Regions from separate parts of the Mus musculus genome. Here all the other regions are linked to region 3. The links are chromatin contacts, called in public HiChIP or PLAC-seq maps. All regions are on one chromosome and are shown on one strand. Each heading gives the region's core, a stretch centred on a gene start, on an enhancer-like site or on the middle of the called end of the contact. The rest is flanking DNA. Distances are from core to core; before and after follow the strand shown. Region 1 holds the start of Gale (galactose-4-epimerase, UDP). Region 2 holds the start of Clic4 (chloride intracellular channel 4 (mitochondrial)). Region 3 holds the start of Grhl3 (grainyhead like transcription factor 3). Region 4 holds the start of Srsf10 (serine and arginine-rich splicing factor 10).

What was found. HiChIP or PLAC-seq counts read pairs in DNA pulled down with a chosen protein or histone mark.
Region 1: a FOXA1 HiChIP or PLAC-seq map of pancreatic cancer cells shows a contact between it and region 3. The contact joins the promoter of Gale here to the promoter of Grhl3 in region 3. A contact is called at or near these places in 1 of 115 datasets of contacts at active chromatin or transcription factors (pancreatic cancer cells) and 1 of 9 other capture datasets (pancreatic islet).
Region 2: a FOXA1 HiChIP or PLAC-seq map of pancreatic cancer cells shows a contact between it and region 3. The contact joins the promoter of Clic4 here to the promoter of Grhl3 in region 3.
Region 4: a contact with region 3 is called in an H3K4me3 HiChIP or PLAC-seq map of embryonic stem cells, with 11 read pairs. The contact joins the promoter of Srsf10 here to the promoter of Grhl3 in region 3. A contact is called at or near these places in 1 of 39 promoter capture datasets (the HPC-7 cell line) and 2 of 115 datasets of contacts at active chromatin or transcription factors (embryonic stem cells and pancreatic cancer cells).

Annotation. Positions count from the first base shown.
Region 1 is chr4:135,962,369-135,966,087 of GRCm38.p6, forward strand. It overlaps Gale (galactose-4-epimerase, UDP), which reads left to right and starts at 1,357. Exons shown (of 11, transcript NM_001356493.1): 1 at 1,357-1,420; 2 at 2,966-3,088; 3 at 3,198-3,313; 4 at 3,635-3,719. The coding sequence starts at 2,971. Hmgcl (3-hydroxy-3-methylglutaryl-Coenzyme A lyase) reads left to right here. Exons shown (of 9, transcript NM_008254.3): 9 at 1-300.
Region 2 is chr4:135,271,198-135,274,625 of GRCm38.p6, forward strand. Clic4 (chloride intracellular channel 4 (mitochondrial)) reads right to left here and starts at 1,563. Exons shown (of 6, transcript NM_013885.2): 1 at 1,321-1,563. The coding sequence starts at 1,392.
Region 3 is chr4:135,571,689-135,575,000 of GRCm38.p6, forward strand. It overlaps Grhl3 (grainyhead like transcription factor 3), which reads right to left and starts at 1,944. Exons shown (of 16, transcript NM_001013756.2): 1 at 1,720-1,944. The coding sequence starts at 1,736. It overlaps Gm30888 (a long non-coding RNA gene), which reads left to right and starts at 1,892. Exons shown (of 3, transcript XR_390832.2): 1 at 1,892-1,960.
Region 4 is chr4:135,854,614-135,858,361 of GRCm38.p6, forward strand. It overlaps Srsf10 (serine and arginine-rich splicing factor 10), which reads left to right and starts at 1,458. Exons shown (of 6, transcript NM_001080387.2): 1 at 1,458-1,678; 2 at 3,692-3,748. The coding sequence starts at 1,614.

The DNA of each region.
Region 1 (3,719 bases), core at 107-2,606, 390 kb after region 3:
GTGCCTAAGCACTTGCTTGGGATGGCCCTGGGTGAGTCTGCCTGCCAACAGAGCTGATGTCCACCGCCGCAGGGCCTTTGTTCTACCTCTGAGGACAGAGAGCAGTTTCCCCTTATGCCAGCAGAGCATTTGCTGGAATGGTGGGGGTTGATCTGCATCTGTGGTCATCTGCCAACGAAATCTCCACTCTGTGTGTGATTTTTTTGAAAACAGCTTATGTAATTAAAGGTTTAATTTTCTAATATAACATTCAAACGTGTGTTTATGGGTGGAGGAGTAAAATTGCTCTGAGGGAAGAGGGAAGGTTTTGTGGCTGGTTCATCTTTGGATCTCTTCCATCGCCACACCCAAGCCCCCAGACCACTGACTGGAAATCATTGCTGTGGGGAACACCCTAGGACTCGCTTCTGAGAACGTGCCTGTTTCCAGAGCAGGAAGATAGATCAGGAAGATAGATCTCTTACTGGTCTGGAACTAGCTAAGGAGACTAGGCTGGCTGGCCAGTGAACCCCAGGGATCCATCTGTATCTGCTTCCAGTGAGATAACAAACTTCCACAATGGTCAACTTGACAGTATTATTATTATTATTATTATTATTATTTATTCACGCGCTAGCTATCTTCAGCTTCCCTTTTCATAAACTCACTGAAATTCTGCTGGGCCTGAAGACCTGTACTACCAGGAAAGATTTAGCTTCATTTATGTATTTGTGAGAGAATGCCAGCTATGTATGGTATGTGCAACGGAGGTCAGAAGCGGGCATGGCATCCTATGTAATGAGAGGCGGTAGGTATGTGGGTGCCAGAAACAGGACTCGGGGCCTCTGCAGGAGCAGCCTCCCGAATGCTGGGATTAAAGGCGTGTGCCACCACCGCCCGGTCCCGCTTTGTATCTTAAACCGAGACAAAAGTGTCTTGAGTCCCTATACGGGGGCAGGTGCGCAAACACAGCTTTGGGGGAGGGAGGCAGCGGCTCAGCGATGGGCACAGCAATTGCTACTGTGAATGTCAAGGTTCCTTCGCCATCGCGGGTTTCTTCCCACGTGAACTTGGACGCAGCCCGGGCCAGCCATGTCCTCCAACTGGAGCTGCCCGACCAAGGGTTTGACACAAACAGTGGCTCTGAGTGGAGGGACTAGAAAGGGCCCAGTCCCGACCTTGTTTCTCCTCAACAGCCCGCCGGTAACCGGATGGCGTCCGCACCCCTCATTTCCGCCCTCGATGGAAGCGCACTGCGCAGGCGTTTAAAGCCTGTGCAGACCATTTGTCCCTCCAGGGTTGCCGTCCAGGCAGTAACCCAGTACACACGTTTCCTGGAGGGCGTGGAGGGGCGGGGTCGGGCTGGGCTGTCAGGTCTTAAAGGGGCCGCGGCGCTGGTCGCGGGAGGCGGTGCCTGGAGTCAGCGCTGGAGCTTCCGCAGGTTCGGCCGGTAGAATGAAGGGCTTAGTGAGCTCGGAAGGGCCAATGCTTGGTGGGGAGCGAGGAGGTTCCAAGAGGGTCGGTTCGTGTTCGGAACAGGGCCAGGCTCACCCCTTCTGCTCGCGTTTTCCGCAACCGTAGCGGGGGCCACCCGAGCCCATTCATTCGGGGCTCGGCTCCCCGCTCCTGCTCCCAGCCCAGACCCGAAGTCCAGAGCTAAGCTCCGCCTCGCCCAGGCTGCTGAGACCCAGCATCCGCTCTCCTGCCTTGTACAGACAGGGAAAACTGAGGAGGGGACCGCTGACCAAGGTCATCCCCTAGTCCGGAGCGGAGCGACCTCAGAGCAGCCTTTCTGCCACCAGAGTCCCCTCAGCGACCGCCTCCCCGCGTCTTCGCGCAATGCGGGAGCTGCAGGGAGTCGCGGGGCATAGTCTCGGGGATCCCCCTTAGTCAGTTCTTATTGCTGTGTGACCCCAGGCCGACTGCCTCTGGGCTCAGACCCTAGTACCCAGGGCTGGTAGAAACACCTGCCACATCCAGATGTTGGGAAAATAACGCACAAGTGCGGGGTAGTGATTCTGGGTCGCACTGGACGCCCCGTCCAGTGGGCTGCAGCAGAATAACCCCAGCAGAAACTTGAGGCAGCTCGGAGAAAGACGGCAGCGAGCCAGGTCGTGAAAATGAAAGGCCTCACTGTGTGGACTGCCTCTCTGTCCGCCCAGCAGTTTGCTCAGGGTGGGGATGCACACCTGGCAGCGGAGAGCGAGCCAAATCCACGTCGACACCGGCTCACTTGGTGCTGCCCTCCTTGGGCGGGATCTGTGGCTCCAAGTCAGCTGGGCCAAAGCTGAGCTATTGGCTGCCCCAGGGTGGGGTGAAGCCCTACCCACTCCAGGGCTGTTGGCACTGCAGCCTCTGAGCTGGGCACAGCCTTCCTGGCTAAGGACCCCACCCTTGAGGCCATTTGGCGTTCTTACTGCTTCCTCCCAACTGACCTTCCAGGGGAAGGGTTGTTGGAGCACTAGATGTTAGTCATCAAACCCAGGAACCTTTTGCTCCGGGGAAAAGGTGTCAGTTTACAGGGACAGGTCCCTTTTTCTGTATCCTAGCCTCCCATTCTTAAGCGATGTTCTTCTGCCCGAGACTGTCCATACTCCAGACATGGAGGCAGGAAGGGTGGGTCTTCAAAAGGCCCATCTTCCCACCCTCTGTCAACAGGAACTAGACAGCATGGTGTGTCTGATGTCCTACATATGCAGGTGGCAGACCTTTAAACTGCTTCATTGGGCCCTCCTAATACATGGGGTGTGTACAATAATTAGTTCTAGAGGTGAAAACTGTGCCCTAGAGAGAGTTCAAAACGTCAGCCCCTACAGCCAGAAACTGGTAGTTAGCTAGTTAGACCCAGGGCTGATTCTGGAACCTCTCCTTAAACTAGGGCTCACCCCTACATCCTCCAAGATGAAGGTAGGGGTCGAGCATCCAGTTGGAGTGAGGCCCTGAGCAGGAAGCCTCGGCCACCTCTGAAACTCTGTCTTCTAAGCAGGCGCCATGGAAAAGGTGCTGGTCACAGGTGGGGCTGGCTACATCGGCAGCCACACGGTATTGGAGCTGCTGGAGGCAGGCTACTCACCTGTGGTCATTGACAACTTCCATAACGCCATTCGTGGTGAGTGAAGCTGGGTACGAATCAGTGAACAGTTTCTAGAGGGGTTGGGTACAGGACCCCATTCTCTAATATTGAACACCGTGTGCCCCACCACCACCACCACCACCAGGAGAAGACTCCATGCCTGAGAGCCTGCGCCGGGTCCAGGAGTTGACAGGCCGCTCTGTGGAGTTTGAGGAGATGGACATCTTGGACCAGGCAGCCCTACAGCACCTCTTTAAGAAGGTATGTACTGGGGCTGGAGAGATGGCTCAGCGGGTAAGAGCACTGACTGCTCTTCTGAAGGTCCTGAGTTCAAATCTCAGCCACCACATGGTGGCTCACAATGCCCTCTTCTGGTGCATCTGAAGACAGCTACAGTGTACTTACATATAATAATAAGTACATTTTTAAAAAAGAAGCTAGGTGCTAGCTGGGGCATTTAGAGCATGCCTTTAAACCAAGCACTTGGGAGTCTTTGTGAGTTTGGGGCCAGCGTGGCAGGTAGGAGGAGCATCGCCAAGGATGCAGGCACAGCATCCTCTGACCCTGGCTTTCCCCCTGCAGCACAGCTTTAAGGCCGTCATCCACTTTGCTGGCCTCAAGGCTGTGGGCGAGTCAGTGCAGAAGCCTCTGGACTACTATAGAGTTA
Region 2 (3,428 bases), core at 313-2,812, 300 kb before region 3:
TAACAGAAAACACTAAGGCAAACATTGTTACCACCCTGCAGATTTCTGCCTTCCATCTCTGGAACACATCCTTCGATAATTTCCGCTCTTTCAAATTAAAACTAAGAAAGGGCAGACTTTAGTACTGGATGCCTGTTGGACTTCTAGTGTTGCCAGTTTCGACCTAAGCCTGGATATTTAGTGGCTAACAGAACGAACGTCAGGGTTTCCAAGGAGGCTCAGTAAAGCAGGGGACCCAGATGTTTGTTGCGTTAACTTTTCCCTCCTTCGCTACGCCCCAAAAGGGAGAGGCGCGGAGAGCAGTCAGAGAAGCGTTTCTAGGCGAAGAAGGCAGCTCCAGGGTTTACAAACTGAGGAGGGCGAGAGGAATGAACCTTTTTAAGCCCGAGAGAGCGGAGAATTCAGGTTTTCTTTCAAACCAAACGGGCTTGCCTGCCGAGGTGGCAACAGCAAACGAAAGCGGCCAAAAGGTTGCATCATGTGAAAACAGGCGCGCTAGAGAAACAAGAAAACCAGATGGTGGTAAAACACCGGACAGGAAAACCCAAGTCGGGAATCTCTGTATTTTCCGGAAGCCTTGGGGCATCCACCCTTCTTTTCGCTTTTTCTTTTCTTTTCCTTTTTTTTTTTTTTTCTTCTTCTTTGCAGTTAGTTGCCTGGGTTTTGGGTGTGTGTCCGGAGGCTCACATTTGTAACCCAGGCTGGCCTCGAACTCGAGGGACTCCTCAAGCCTCTACTGCTGGGTCATAGCCGAGTCACCACGCCCGCATTAAAAAAATTCTCCCCTCCCCCATGCGGGAGGAGGGCTGGGATGAGGGTCCCTCCTATCCCAGGCTTGCCCTGGGTTTACTAAGCAGCCAAGGCTGGCTCTGAACTCGGGATCTTCCCTAGACCACTTTTCCCAACTGCTGGGTTTACGGCTCCCGGGTCCCTCCTCCCCTTTACTTTATTTAACATTGTATCAAAGTTAAAGTTTCAGTTTCACCCGGGCCAGGCGCTAGCGTTCCAGTAAGTTGGGTGAGCTATCAGCCCCGCGGCCCGAGGCTGGGGCTCGCGGCGGGGTGGGGTCGGACACGGCGAGGAGGGTGACAGTACCCACGCGGCGCAGCTGAGGCGCGTCCCGCCCTGCGGAGTCGCCTCCCTGTCGCCGCGCCCGCAGGGTCCGCCAAGGTCCCGCTGCGAGGCGGGAAGGCGCGGAGCCCAGACAATGGGAATGAGCGCGGGAGGTACGGCGCCGCCTCGGGCTGCGGGGATGCCGCGTGGGGGCGCTTCGGGGTGCGGGGACGTCAGCCCGCGTCGCTCGGGACGGTGAGCGCTCACCTTGACGAAGAGCTCGATGAGGGGCTCTTTGTCCTCCTCCTTCAGCCCGTTCAGGGGCATCGACAGCGCCATGGCCGGTTGGGCTGGGCTCCGCGGACGGCGGCTGCGGCTGTGGCTCCGGGGCTGCTGTGGCTGCGGGTTCCCGCCGCTCGCTCACTCGCTGGCTTGCTCGTTCGCTGGACAGTCCCGGCGTCTGGCTGCCCGTGGCCTCAGATCCTCAGCACCGCCTCACGCCTCGCGCGCGACTCTGAGGGGGTTGCGGTCCCGGCCGCTTCAAACCGCTGGGCGGAGCCCTATGGGCGGGGCGTGGGCGGAGCAGTGGCCAGGATCCTGCAGGGGTGGGGGGGAAATGGGCGGGCCACAGCTGGGGGCGTGGCCTCAGGCGAGGAAGACAGCGGAGCGCTCTAGCTTCCACGGACCGACCACTAGGGAGCCTGGAGGGCGCTGGGGGCGCGGCCTAGGCTGGGCAGCGCGGATTGGCCGGGAGGTCCCCCCGAAGCCACGCCCCTCAGGGGGTGGGCGGGGAAGGTCCCTGGAGCCGGAGCCTGACACCGCCTCTCTCCGCGGCGCAGCTGCTGCTGGTTGGGTGCCAAGTGACCTCATGCGGCGGCCCGCCTCGCGCCCTCTCCCCCGCTGCAGCCGCAGGGACTCATCGTCCCCTCCGGTTCCCGGGGCGGCGGCCTCCTCGGCTACTTCTGTTAGGCGCGGCCGCCTTTTCCTGGAAAACTTTTGCGAAAGTTTTCATGTCCTTAAGAACTTTTTAATCCTTCTGACCGCGGATCTCCTTTCGTGATCCTTCTCTATTTGAAATCAAGATACTCAAAAGTTCTTGTAAAGTCGTCCTGTGTCCCGGGCTCTGAATTAGGCCAAAACGGTGGGACAGCGTCCCGCTCCAGCACAACCCCAGTGCTTGAGGCAGCGCCTGACTCTGAAAACGTTATCCGTGCTGTTTTGCCCCACCTGGACCGATTCCTGTCTTCCGTTCACCTGGAGAAGTTTAATGAGTCACCTGAGTGCCACTCAGCGCGCAGGGGCGAGTACTTTACACCCTGAGGACAGGGGCCTGAGACACGCGGTCTACTGCGGAATTGCCGTCAGTGAATGTCACCTTTGGGAAATTTGCCTTCTGGTTTTCCTTAATCTGCTCATTCTGTGGTACCTCCCAGGCTAGGGTGATGAGTGAGTTGATTAGAAAGGCTAAATTGGGGGATGGAAGCGGGGTGTCATGGTTATCTCACATCCTCTGTGCCTAGTGTGGATCAGAGTGCTTCAACAAATTGGAATGATGTGTAAAAATGCAGTGCAACCTGCAACTACTTTATCCTCACTCAACCCCATCTCCAAGTTGCTAGATTCTGTGAGAAGGATGCTGTGCCCCAGCAATTAGATCCATCAATGCTCCGGAGTAAGGCTGTTTTAAGTTCACAGTTTGGCAGTGGCCTTAAACACCCTAAACCTCGGCCTGATTTGGTGACATATACGTGGCTCTCAGGTGATGGCTCAGGCAGGAGGGCTGAGAGTTTGAGGACAGTCTGGGTATATTGCAAGACTACCTCAAAATAATAATAATAATAATAATAATAATAATAATAATAATGGCAGTCAAGATGATTCAGCAGGTAAAAGCGTTTGCCTTGCAAGACTTCCAACCTGGATGTGATGTTGGGGCCATCTAAAGGTAGAAGGAGAAAACCAACTCCAGAAAGCTTACCTCTGACTTCTACAGAATGCCATCACACACACACACACACACACACACACACACACCAGGGTTTGGGTTTTGGTCTGCCTGTTTTTTTTCTCCACCTCCCAAGTACTAGGGTCAAAGGTGTCCACCACTGCAACCAACAATCACCGTATTTTTTTTTTTTTTTTTTTTTTGAGCCAGGGTTTCTCTATATACCCCTGGCTATCCTGGAACTCAATCGGTAGACCAGGCTGGACTGGAACTCAGAAATCCACCTGCCTCTGCCTCACAAATGCTGGGATTTAAAAGCATTGTGCTACAACTGCCCAGCACAGTAAAGTTTTAGTAGGTCAGCTGGAAGACTGTATGCCTAGCAGGCTCAAAGCCCTGGACTCAGTTCTCAGCACTGCCTAACTGAGTG
Region 3 (3,312 bases), core at 694-3,193:
TTCCTGAACGGAGAAGCCTCTTCTGTCAGCCCATCCGACTTCCAACCCAAACCATTCAGGACACTAGCAGAAAACCTGTTCCGTAAGCCAGCTTCTCCATAGCCCCTGAGGAGAAACCTGAAAAGATTCTCTCTGCAGCCTCCGCAGGCAGCTGTAATTGGCATGCGTGAGTGTGCTGGAGACGTGTGTCTCAAGTGTGTGTGTGTGTGTGTGTGTGTGTGTGTGTGTGTGTGTGTAAAGCATAGAAAAATAAAAAGCAAGAAAGCTTCAGAAATGCCCAATTATTAATGTCTCCACAAAGGGAGAAAGGCATTATTAGCATGTTCCCTAACAGGCTTTAAATCAATCACTGTCATAAAACTGAACCCTGTAAGGACTGCCACTTGGTCACAGCACGCACAGTCCAGGAGATGCAGGCTTGGGTCACTCAGATAATAAGTTCAGGGGTTGGGGCTTGAATCTGGGCCCTAACACTGTGTTTCTATTTTTACTTTAATTGGGGTTCAACTGTCAAAACAGTGTCCTGAGAATCTATTAAAAAAGAAACCTGATGCTTGTAACCATAGTGGTTGGACAGTAGATGTGGCTGTTCAAGCCGGACACACCCCAGAGCTAGCCGGTACATGGGTTCCTGTCTGCAGTTAGGACCCATCAATTCTGCCTGCAAGCGTTTGAGTTCTTAACCTGCTGAGGAAAAGCTCCAAAGAGAGAGACAGAGAAGGGGAGGAAACAACAAGAGGGTCACTGCTAAAGAGGGGAGAAAGGGGAAGTCTGTTTCTTTCCTGCTAGCTCCTTGCCCACAACTTAAAGCGACTCACACCCTCGACTTCTGTCTTCTCCAACATCTGTACCTGATACTGAGGCTGAGAGTGAGGTCAGCGTCAGCCAGTCAAGGGATTCTAGATCCCAGATGTGGGCAGGAATGCACCTGCCTCTCGCCAGACAACACAGATGACCTCACCAAAATCTAGTCCTCGGCTTCCCCAGCGTTAGCACTGCCTCTGGATAAAACTGACCACAATTTATTGAACGCAACTTCAGACCCCTTTCTCTTTGGTAAGCATTTTTACAGCTTTCAGCACACCTAAGAACTCTACAAAGTTCTCTTGTTCCAAATTTCCAAATCAGGAAAATGAAGCTCAGATAAGTCCAACGACTTTTTAAGAATGAACAGCGGAGGAGAGACGGAGCCTGGGTTTGAACCTAAGGAAAGCCACTACAGAGCCCATGTATACAGCCATTACACTATAGTAGCCAGATCGCTTGGGACTGTTCCAACTCAACATAAAGGACCTTTAGAGAAACTCAACTCTTTGCATAAGACAGCTCTGAGAACCACCTCCAAGACGTTCCCTTTGGCAAGAGGAGAGAAAGCTTCCCTGGGGCGGGAGTGTCTCTGATTTCCAAGGCACCTCCAGAGTATCAAAAAGCGATGCCAAGATTCACGGTTTCAGGCAGCCCGGGTGTTTGCCTTCCTCGAAACTGCTCAGCACAGAGAGAAAGAAAAACTATTTTCCCAGGGAAACAGTCAGCTCTAGATAGAGAGCTGAACGTGCCTCAACACGCTAAGGCAGGATCGTCAGCCCATTCATTCACCCTTACAAATTGCCGTGTGAATCCGGGCGCCCGGCCTCCCTTGCTCTTCCCTCTGCAGGGAATCCCAGCCAGCCTCGGTGTGCTGGGGAGGCCGGGAGGCCAGACATCCGTGGCTTTACTCACTCAAGTTCATTCGACATCTTCCTTCTCCGAGGTTCCAGCGATCCGTCTCTGGTTGGCTCGCAGGCGCTGCTGACCACTCGTCTCTTAATTCTCCTCTGACACAGACATTCCCTTCCTGCCCGGGGAAGCGTTTGCTCTACGTTGCGCTTTGGATGTTGAGATTTTGCTGACAGCGGTCCCCGGCTGCGGTGGCGCTGATTGGCTGGAAGCACAGGTGCCGACTGCAGCTAGACCACAGCAGGTGCAGATGTTAACTTTTGGCCCACCAGCAGGGGCGGAGCTCCGGGGGGCTGACTGGGTGGAGCCGGCCAATTCCTTCTTAGCTGAGGGGGTGAGGGGGTGGAGACGAGGGAAAAGGGAGGAGACAAACGTTGGGAAGGAACGGGAGAACTAGAGGAAAAATACAGACAGGTACTTGGCTCAAAGGGAAATCTCTGTCCATCTCATCGCTCGGATCCTGGATCCCACAAACATCTCCCCACAGACACCATATCTCTTTATAGTCACCTTCTCTACCCGGAAAATTTCACGGAAGAGAGCAGGTAGCTCTCTGTGAGTCCCCTCTCTTTTCTCCAGAACTTTCCCCTTCGGGTAACAAACACCACAGGTTCTAGTCTTGTTAGCTAAGTGATTTCTTCCTATTCTCCCAGTAACCAGCTAGGAAGGACTTTCTGTCAACTCTCCCTTCCACCCCAACCAACCCCATGCCCTCTACAGGTGATCGAGGAAATGTAGGTTGGAGAGGCAGGGTGCCTTGCCTAAGGGTGAGAGCCAGTGTCAGAGACCCGTTCAGTCATCTGGGAGACTAGCTACTCCTTGAGTTGAAGTTGGTGGCCTCAGTTGACAGGGGACATTTACTAAGTACCGAGTGTGCAAGGTCTCCTCGCTCTGGGTTCTGGGGCAATAGCGGGGAAAGAAAATGCTGGTTTCTATTCAGGAGGAGCCCCCCCTCCCCCAATGTGCATGAGTGTGTGTGTGTGTGTGTGTGTGTGTGTGAGAGAGAGAGAGAGAGAGAGAGAGAGAGAGAGAGAGAGATGGGGTGGGGAATCAGGGAATTAGGGCAGGGCAGCCTTTCATCTTGTGCGATGCCAATCTGAACGGGATGTGGGCAGACCACATGCCTCTGGCCAGCCCAGAAAGGATGGAAAAGTTGAAGGTGGTTGCCTCAGGAGTCTTAGCTGGCCAGTACACTGTAAGTGCTCTGTGCTAGGCACTCAGGAGATGCCTCTTAGGCGAGGGGATGGTGGGGGATGGGCTATGAACAACCTAGGGTGGTCATCCCCAAATGCCCACAAGTACCAGCAGAAACAGAGAGCTTCCATGGGGTTCATAGGAAAAGAGATCTAAGCTGCGAATCTTGGAATCTCATGCTTACTCTTTTACCAATACCCTCAGCCCCGCCCCCATGCCCACTCTCCCCATCCCCCACTCTCCCAACCATCCCCCCCCACTCCACCCCCAGTTCATTGCTCATTCTTCCTGGGTACCTCACCTTGAGCGTTCCTCTGGAGGAAAGGTGACTTTACCCTGAGAAGCCCTATCTGATAACTCAGGAGGGCCTGCTTAGGATGGGCTACCGGGCTTGAAGACTGA
Region 4 (3,748 bases), core at 208-2,707, 280 kb after region 3:
TTATACCATCTTGCAATAAAGCAAAGATTCAAACAAAATACTGAAGACGCATTCCCAGCGGGCAGTACTTTCCTGAAGGCCTTCGGTACAGCCTCCTTCACACCACTCCTTTGGCAGAGCTGCTGTTTGGTAAATTGCACAACGTGCCCAAAAGCCTGGTGGTCAAGGGGTGTTGGACTTCTTGCTTTTCTTCTTGGTCATACTCTCATTCTCTCCGCAGTCCTCATGTTTACCAGAGACTGTGTGATGTATGTGAGGGAAGTGATGTGTGCATCTTCTCACTCATAAGTTTGAACTCCGTAGATATTAACGCATATAAGCCATATTTAAAAACAGGGCGCTGGGCAGTGGTGGCGCACGCCTTTGATCCCAGCACTTGGGAGGCACAGGCAGGTGGATTTCTGAGTTCGAGGCCAGCCTGGTCTACAAAGTGAGTTCCAGGACAGCCAGGGCTGTACAGAGAAACCCTGTCTCGAAAAGCAAGCAAACAAACAAACAAACAAAAAACCACACACACAAAAACAATAATAAAAATCTAAGTGTATTGCCCACTTGTGTATGGGTGCCCTAGGAGGCCAAAGAGGGAACTAGTAACAAAGCACTGAGCCCGCTCCCTCAACGTGGGGAATAGAGGGGAGGAGGCGCTAGAGAGAGGGAGGGGAGGGAGAAGAGAGGAGAAAAAAGGAGAGGGAGAAAAGCAAACCAGCTAGCCAAGGTTTTTTTGTAGCTGGGGAGTCCCATGATGAGGACTGAAAGTTGGAGGGGGACTGGAGCAAGAGGGGGACGATGGGCCGGGGTGAGTGGGCAGTGTCTGTCTTAGGGTGCAGGCAGGTCTGTGGGAAGAAACTTGGCTAGCAAATCCAAGGACCTAGATTGGATCCCCAGAAAACAACAAAGAGACAAACACCACCTCTTCAAGGCTGGAAAAGGGGTTCAGGCACCTTGCATGTGAGCAACAGAGACAAGGACAGCAGGGCCCGGGTCTCACGGGGAGGGAATTGCGTGCCTAGGTGACGCGGATGTGCAGCAAAGGCAGAGAGTTGCACGCACGGCACGCCGAAAGCTCTGCCCCTCCCCCAAACCCCACAAAGAATCTCTAAGTTCCTCTCTCTGGCCAGAGATCTGATAAGAAGCCCAGGCGCAACTCCGAACAGCGGATTCCGGAGCAGCCTCTAGCTGGCTCCGAGGCTCCCGAGCCCGGTCATGGTAGTTTAACCCGAGCGCTCGCCGAGAGGAGGAGGGATGGCGGGCTCGGCCGGGCGGGAAAGGGCGGGAAAGCGCAGCGCTAAAGAAAGAAAGAGGGGGAGGGGAGGAGCCCGCGCCTGGAGCCAATGAACGGCAGCGAGGCCGCGGTGCGCGCGTCAGGCCGGCGGCGCGCGCACGCCCAGAGATCTCGCGGGAAAAAGCCGTTGTCCCCCTCCGCCGGTGCTGCGGGGCGGGAGGTGGGAGGGGGCCTGGAGGCGGGAGCCAAGTCTCGCGAGAAGAGGCAGTTGCCGTAGCGGAGCCCTCTGGGTCTGTGCGAGTGTGGTGTGAGTGGATGTGAGCCGCCGCCGGAGCTGCGGACGGTTTGCCCGAGCCCGTTAGCGCCGCCGGCCCAGAGTCCCGCCGCCACCATGTCCCGATACCTGCGCCCCCCTAACACGTCTCTGTTCGTCAGGAACGTGGCGGACGACACCAGGTGAGCGCACCGGAGCAGCTACTGCGCGGGGGAGGGAGGCCGCGGGCGCCCGGCGAGCGGCGGCCGTGGCGCGGGGGAGGGGCGGGGCGAAGATGGCGGGGCCCGCGCCGGCTCTAGGCCGCGCCGCCGGCCTGCAGGAGCAAGGGCGGACACCGGGCCGAGCGCTGGCGAGCGAGCAGGCGTGAGGGCCGCGTGGCGGGCATTCGGGGGCCCCGTCCTCCCCCGCGTGCTCGGCGGCTGGGCCGAGCCGGCGGGCCGGACGTGTGTGTCCCTCATGGATCCGACGTCCACGTTCCATGAGGTGCACGCCCCCCTCGGCCTGAAAGGGATTTTTGTTGTTGAAAACGGGAAAAGGGTTGCCAGGCGGGGCGGCCCAGGCCAGCACTCGGGGAAGCCGAGGCGGGAGGATCGGCGCGAGTCGGAGGTCAGCTCGGGCTACGAAGTCAGAAGATGGAAAAGATGCGAGTGGGATAACGGGATAGCGGAGGGGAGGGTTTGCAGCTCCATCTCCCCCATCTGTGTGGATGGTGATGAGTGGATTCGAGATTGCTGTGGGGGAGAGGAGTCGTGGAGATTGGGGCGAGTGTAACAATTTTTCGGTTAAATGGAGTGATCCACGTGTTTTCGCGGAAATCTCTTTGAAAACGAGGTGCTGGAGAGACCGCTCCCGTTAGGGACCTTCGTGATTAACTTGGGTGAACGGAGGCGGTACTTTTAATAAAAGTCCGCCTTGTCTCCGGGCGTAGCCCCAGCACTCAGAAGACGGGTCTGGGAGTTCGAGTCTCGCCTGGTAAAGGGCTTTGTTTTCACAGCTTGTCCTTTGCTTTGAATTGCCTTCGGAATTTTTCAGAAGAGATTTTTATCACAGGATTACTCTTCGTGTTCGTACAAAATAAACTCCGAAGAAAAACTGAGGTTTTGGGTTTTTCTTGTTTTGTGGAGTTTTGTATCCTCTTTGTCATTACGCATAAAACAAAAGTGGTTAATTAACGACTTAAAAATTTTTCCATTTTGTCGTTTTAATACTTAAGTATGAAGTATGTAGATACTGTGATGGTTTTATTTCAGATTTTTAATGGCTGACCCTGTTGAACAATTTTAGCGTAAGCGGGGATGTGATGGGAATGCTTAATGCTGGAAATTGGGTTCCAAACCAACTTGACTAGAATGAGACCTGCCTTAAAACAAATATACAATACTTTTCAGAATGCTAGAATATTTGATGATTGTTTTTGCCATTTATTCGTTTTTTTTTAAAGACAGTTTCTTTGTAGCCTTGGCTGACCTGGAACTTGCTCTGTAGACAGGTTAGCAAAAATCCTCCTGCCTTTGCCTCCCAGAGTGCTGAGAATAAAGGTGTTCACCACCAGCAGCAGTCTTTCAGTTTTTAAAAAAGTTGAAGACATGCCCTTTATGAACAGTGAAGACCCGGGTTTGTTTGTTTTGGTTTTTCGAGACAGTTTCTCTGTAGCCCTGGCTGTCAAGGACTCACTTTGTAGACCAGGCTGGCCTCGAACTCAGAAATCCCCGTGCCTCTGCCTCTGAAGTGCTGGGATCAAAGGCGTGCGCTTTTTTTTTTTTTTTTTTTTTTTTTTTGGCAGGGTCTCACTGACCCTGATTTATCTGGAACTCCCAGATCCCTCTACCTCTGATTTCACAGTGGTGGATTTAAAGTTGAGCTGCCTTTGTATGGTGTAATCCCCATCCCGAGATGCATTGTTTATCTTTGGATTTTCAGAACAGAGTTTCTCCATGTAACTAACCCTAGGTGTCCTGGAACTTCCTCTGTAGACCAGGCTAGCTTTAGACTCTGCCTCTTGAGTCCTGGAATTTTTAAGGTGTGTGCCACCTTGTAGCTCAGAAAGCTTGTTGGCAAAGGCAGGGGTATAAGGATCCATGGGTTATATGCTATTATCAACCACAATCCTTATATTCCTTAAGGTGATGTTGAAAAATGTGAACATGTTCAGGAATGTGAGCATAAAAAGTTTGAGTTTTTTCATGATGTTTTAGGTCTGAAGATTTACGTCGGGAATTTGGTCGTTATGGTCCAATAGTAGATGTTTATGT